Regions from separate parts of the Sus scrofa genome. Here region 2 is linked to region 1. Evidence: chromatin contacts called from public Hi-C data. All regions are on one chromosome and are shown on one strand. The core of a region is the stretch at or near the end of the contact, and the rest is flanking DNA. Distances in the headings are between cores, read along the strand shown. Region 1 holds the start of PBRM1 (protein polybromo-1). Region 2 holds the start of NISCH (nischarin).

Region 1 (2,955 bases), core at 338-2,837:
AGTCCTAGCTTGTTGGAAAATAAGTTAATACAAACGCTTTATTCCAACATGTTTCTAAAATCATAGTAATAATTTCTATAACCACCATACCGTATATTTGTCTTTGTTTCTGAGGGTCCCCTCTAAATTTTTGCCAGTTTTTCTTCCCCCTTAAGTCACCAATATGTACCCTATAATAACAAAACCATGTTTCTCTCTCAGTAAAAAATTTTGAGACGGAAAAATATTAAAACTCAGAAGTTTACACAATTTTAAACCTTGATTATTTGTGGTGTTGCAGTTAAGTAACTCTATGCGGCCCCTACGATAAATACAAGTCCCACTGATAAAAAACAGTCTGAACACAGTTAGCCAGAAAGTGTTTTTAAAAAATTACTAGGAGGCTTTGCGCCCGAACCGCCAGGAAAAGACAAGAAAAAAAAGAGGCCTTGAACTGTGGAGAAAATGAAAGACTTTCCGACCTGTCACTGGTACGACCTGTCACTGCTACGGGGGACTAAGAGATACGTTGACAGCTTTGAAGCTGTCCGCGACAAGCGCTCGATCAGCCGCCGGGGGCGGGAAAGCGGGTCTCCGAGAGTTTCCGGGCCGCGGCGCGCCTTTGTCCCGGCCGGCAGGTGCGGCAAAGCTGCTGGGCCCGTCACGAAGCCTGCCGCCGTGCCCCGCCCCGCGCACCCGGCCGGACCGGCGCGTCCCCACGGCCGGGGCGGGGCCTCCGCCGCTGCTCCCGCCCGCCCGGGCCCACACAAAGGCCCGGCAGTCGGCCGAGAGGAAGCGGCCCCGCCCGCCCCGCGCCTGGCCTTACCCAGCCGCTCCGCCGCCTGCAGCCCCGGCCGCGGTCACCGACCGCCGCGCCCCGCCCCGTGGCCGCCACGGCTGCTGCTATTGCTCCTCCGGCCGCGGCCGCTGCCGTCGCTCCAGCACCCGCCGCCCTCACCGCCCTCACCCCTCCCGGTTCCGCCGCAAAACCAGCCCCGCGGCCGCCAAGCGATCCTGGCTCTGCGCGACACTGCGTGCGCGCGCACGCGCGCCGGCGGCGGTGCGCTTTACGGCAGCTGCGTGAGTGCGTGACGCTCACTAGTGGCCTTAATTCGCACGTGGCCCTTTCGGAGGCACATTGTGTCTGCGAGCGCTGGTGTAACTGCTGGCATTGCCTTTCCAGCTTCCAGTATGAAGCGGCCGAGTGAGTCGGGTCGTGGGGCGGGTGTAGAGGGACTTGATGGTCGATGAGCCTGTGCCGCTTGATCTGTGGAAATAAGGGTCTAGCGGGTAGGTTGTCTCCCTGGTCCATCCGAGGGTTGGAAGGCCCCACGTTGACCGCGGGCCCGTGGTACAGAAGGAAGGCTGAGTCCCAAGGATGAAGATCAGGGTAGGGTTTCTTGAGGCGTATTTCAGTGTCTGAGCCGGGTTTTGGGCCCAGCATTTTCCCTTCTACGGCCACGTTCGGTCCGGCCCTGGTAAGGTCTGAGAGTCGCCTCTCAAACCCAATGTTAGGTTTTCCTTTGTGATTTTGTTGTTTGACAAGAAGTAGCTGTCGTCTTGAGTCTTATACGCTCCTGTGTGTGATCCCAGTCTTATCTTGGAAAAGTGAGACCATGAAAGTTGGGCTCTATACCAGATCTATTAATTAGGTCACATTCTCTGGGACTTGGGTGGCCCATGTTTGTTTTTATCGGGGGCCCCACAGTTTTTTTTTTTTGTTTTGTTTTGTTTTTTTGTCTTTTAGTGCCGCACATGCGGCATACGGAAGTTCCCAGGATGGGGATGGAATCCGAGCTGCAGCTGCTGACCTACACCACATCTCATAGCAACACCAGATCTTGAACCCACTGAAGGAGGCCAGGGATCCAACCCATTTCCTCATAGGTACTAGTCGGGTTCCTTACTGCTGAGCCAGGACAGGAATTCCTCACAGGATACTTAAAATAGGTTTCAGAGGTAGTTAATTACTTAACAAAATAAATGGATAAATGGATATGACCCTAGAGCAAAGTCATCAAAAACTAAACAAATCGATCGTTTATGGATGAAATAGATTATAAAAAGTGATTTTAAAAAGTAATATCGGCGTTCCCGTCGTGGCGCAGTGGTTAACGAATCCGACTAGGAACCATGGGGTTGCGGGTTTGGTCCCTGCCCTTGCTCAGTGGGTTGACGATCCGGCGTTGCTGTGAGCTGTGGTGTAGGCTGCAGACGCGGCTCGGATCCCGCGTTGCTGTGGCTCTGGCGTAGGCCAGTGACTAGAGCTCCGATTCGACCCCTAGCCTGGGAACCTCCATATGCCGCGGGAGCGGCCCAGGAAATAGCAAAAAGACCCCCCCAAAAAAAAAAAAAAAGTAATACCTTTGTGATCTATTGCTTTGTAGAGTTAAAGAAATCAAGTAAACGCATGACCTGCCATAAGCGGTATAAAATCCAAAAAAAGGTAAGTCTTGTTGTTGGGAGAGTTATAGCAACTGTAAAGCTAAACTTATTTCTGCCCCACTCCTCCACAAAGAGGTCTCTATTAATATGACTTCACCTCAGGAAACAGAGATTGAATAGACTAGCTATGAGAGCAAGCTTTTAGGCATCAGAAGTACAGCTGTGGGAAAGTGCAGTGATAAAGTGATGAGAAAGTCTATAAAATTGATTAACATGGTAAGAATTGCTGCAAAAAGAATCTCCTGCTGACATTTTCTTGTTGATGTATATATAAACGTGGTGGGTCCTTTGTATTGCAGTTAAAGTGTTTTTAGGTCATCTTACCAATACAACTAAAATGCAACATGATTGATTTTTCATGTGAGTTCTCTTTAGTATTTTTGTATGCTGATAAATTTTTTTCTCTTGATAGGTACGAGAGCACCATCGAAAATTGAGGAAAGAGGCTAAAAAACGAGGTCGAAAGAAGCCTAGGAAAGACCCAGGAATTCCAAATAGTGCTCCTTTTAAGGAGGCTCTTCTTCGGGAAGC
Region 2 (2,955 bases), core at 154-2,653, 230 kb before region 1:
ATTCCCGGCCCAGCCCACCCCTGCCTGCCGTATCCTCCACTCCCTCCCCTGGACCTGGTGATCTCACACTGGCCTGAGTCCCTGTGTCCTCCGCCCAGGGCAAGGAGAAGATGAAGGGCTATAAGGACCAGGTCTCTCTCCCTCTGTCCTCCATCTCCCCAGGGACTCTCCAGAAAAGTTTTTTGAAAAAATGAAAACATAAGCCCAGGACAGACGGGAGCTGTGTACAGGGGCCTCGCCTGGGGCCCACTATACTGCAGCTCCTGTCTGCCCCGGAGGTGAGGCCCCTATACACAGCAGCTCAACCCCTATCCAATCAAGGGAATAGGTGAGGCTCCTGGAAGGACTTGCTTGAGGTCTGGCTGACGTGGCAGCTCCTAACTTAGGTTAAACCTCTCTGGAGCAGGGGCAACACTATGTAAGGAGAGGGTGGGAGAGCAGAACCCTCAGAGAAGCCTCGAATGCCAAGTTCAGAGTACGGTGCTGTGGTACTAGTGGAGAAGGAAGGCACTGACCTACCTCAGGAGAGTATGGGCTGGAGCCTTTCTGCCAAGGGTGCCAGAGAAGCCCTGCCTGAGACCTCTCATCTCCCCAGGGAGAGAAGTACTAGCTCTGGGCTTGACTGCATTCAATCAATCATTCAACAAACTCACCCTCACAGATGCCCCATCTGTGTAAGACTGTTCCCCTGAAGTTGGTTTACCACCTCTCTCTTCTAGATCTGGGTCTTCCCCTGGGTTAAGGCTCCTTCTCTGCCTGTGCTCCAGTACTGCAGTTCCTGGGTCCAGAGCCAATCTATCGCCCCCTCATTTTGAGCTCTAGTAGAACACCAGCGGGGGTCTTGTGCCAGATGGCCAGCACATAGCCATTGCTTCCACCTAACTCAACACCTTCTCGCAGAACTCACACCAGCTCCCTGCCTTGCCTGCCAGGCGTTTGCGTGGACTAGCCCACTCAGTTCTCTGGAAGCCCATGTGACATAGATCTGAGTCTTGGAGAGGTTAAGAACTGACACAATTATTCTGTCCTGCTTGCATTCTAAGCCCCAATTTTTCTTCTCCTTTAGCCTTCTTGTGCTCAACTGGGAATGAGCCCAAGAGGAAGGTGAGAGGTAACCACTGCCTCTTTTCTGGAGAAGGAAACTGAGACCAAGCGAAGCAGTGACTCGCTTCAGGTACGCCGGAAGGTGCGGGGCCATTGGTCCTTCCTTCCTGGGCACTGACTGGCAATTCCCAGAGCAGTTCCCGCCCGGAGCCTCAGTTTCTCCCCCGCTGCTAGGAGCGCGGCGGGCGGGGCCAGGCAGGTACAGATTACGCAAGTGGACCTTCCCGGGCAGCCTGCGCACGCGCGCCATTGGCAGCTGCTGTCAATTACGCGCGAGGGGCGGAGCTGGGCGGGGCGCGAGGAGGCGGCCGGTCCAAGATGGCTGCTTGGTGAGCAGCGTGGGGCGGGGGGCGGGGGCCGTCGGGGGGCGGTGGGACGCTGACCCCGCCCCCTGCTGCTGCCAGTCTGCTCCGGGCGGCGGCGGCGACCGAGCCCGGAACATGGCGGCCGCGGCGCGCAGCTTCGGGCCCGAACCGGAGGCCGAGCCGGCCAAGGAGGCTCGCGTCGTGGGCTCTGAGCTCGTGGACACGTATACGGTGTGCCGAGGGCCCCGGTGCCTGAACTAGGGGTGGCGGCTGGAACCCGATTTCAGAGTTGGGAGGTTGGGGAGGGAATCTGGGCCCAGCATCTGAAGAGGAGGAGGTGGGGGACTGCGATTTTGAAGTGGGGACCTGGAATAGCGGAATCTGGGGAAGGACCCTGGGCCCTGCAGGTAGGGAAAGAGGGTCCTGGGGTGGGGCCCAGGGAGGGGGCCTGGGAAGTGTACGCGTTTAGAAAAGCAGGATAGGGTTGGGGAAAGATTAGAGGATAAAGGGGGTCTGCGGAAGACAGGAGTCGGGTTGAGGCGGCGGTCCCTCTAGATCTTCTAGGCCTTGAGAGGCGCCGGCCTGGGAGGACGTGACAAGGGGTCTGGAAGGAGGGGAATTAGGGAAAGGGTCTCTGATGGATGAAATCTGCAGAAAGGGTCAGGGCCCTGCGGGCGGGGGCGGAGGAGACGGGGCCTTGACGTGGGAGGCCTGAGGTTGCAGTTGAGATTTGCTCTAAAAGTGAAGGGGGGCTCAGGTTCCTTGGGGCTCTGGCAGAAACAAGAATGGGGTAAGGGTGGAGCCTAGACACCGGCAATTGAAGGGGTGGCTCAGGGCTGAAAGCTTAAAACCGGGGAACCTTAGGGATCTTCATGGCTTTGGATTATGGGGGTGAGTTGGTGCTGTAAACTGCCCACGCACACTTCAGAGCTACGGGGGTGATGGAGGACAGCAAAGGGGGCAGGTTCCAGACTGTGATGAGTTGGAGGCCCTCCTGGGTCTGGATGGGATTGGGCACCTGGCCTACAGGCCAGGTTGGCTGCCTGGCAGGGACTGAGCATCTGAGCACCTCCCAGACTCCTGTCTTTTGTTCCTGGAAGGTGGGAAGTATGTGGGGGGCTTTGGCCCTGCCTTCGCCCCATCCTTTTGGACCTCATCCTAACCCTCCTCCAGGGTCATTCTTTCCTGTACTGGAGGGAGGGGATGGAAACTGCCAGGCTGGGTAGAGAGGCTGGGGACTAATTCTGTAGCAACAGGCAGGCCCTGGAGAAATGGCTGCTCCTCCATGGATGCTTAGGCTGAGTTGATTACTTTCTCCTCCCCCTTCCCTGCTTGCTTCAGGGAGGGGCGGGACCCTAGGACCAGGGGTCCTCATCCAGGTGAAAGTTGAGGTCTCTGAGTTGATGCCTGGCCGGCAGTCATGCAGCCACTGCATTCAGCTGGAGGATAAGCTCCAGAAAGCTCTCCTTATTCCGCAGGGCTGAGTCCCTCCTCTGAATGGTTGTCAGGGAGATGGTGACCTAGACTGACCATACCGTTTTGTGTC

What was found. A called contact is a pair of places that touch in the nucleus more often than the background predicts.
Region 2: a contact with region 1 is called in a Hi-C map of skeletal muscle, with 6 times the contacts expected there. The contact joins the promoter of NISCH here to the promoter of PBRM1 in region 1. A contact is called at or near these places in 2 of 5 promoter capture datasets (fetal liver and liver), 6 of 47 Hi-C or Micro-C datasets (embryonic fibroblasts, epiblast stem cells, liver and 2 more) and 2 of 2 datasets of contacts at active chromatin or transcription factors (alveolar macrophages and skeletal muscle).

What each region holds. Positions count from the first base shown.
Region 1 is chr13:34,819,530-34,822,484 of Sscrofa11.1, forward strand. PBRM1 (protein polybromo-1) reads right to left here and starts at 1,588. Exons shown (of 29, transcript XM_021068909.1): 1 at 806-1,588. The coding sequence starts at 1,423. GNL3 (guanine nucleotide-binding protein-like 3) reads left to right here and starts at 714. Exons shown (of 15, transcript XM_001928454.5): 1 at 714-1,183; 2 at 2,367-2,425; 3 at 2,837-2,955. The coding sequence starts at 1,171.
Region 2 is chr13:34,594,385-34,597,339 of Sscrofa11.1, forward strand. It overlaps NISCH (nischarin), which reads left to right and starts at 1,404. Exons shown (of 21, transcript XM_001925354.5): 1 at 1,404-1,640. The coding sequence starts at 1,545.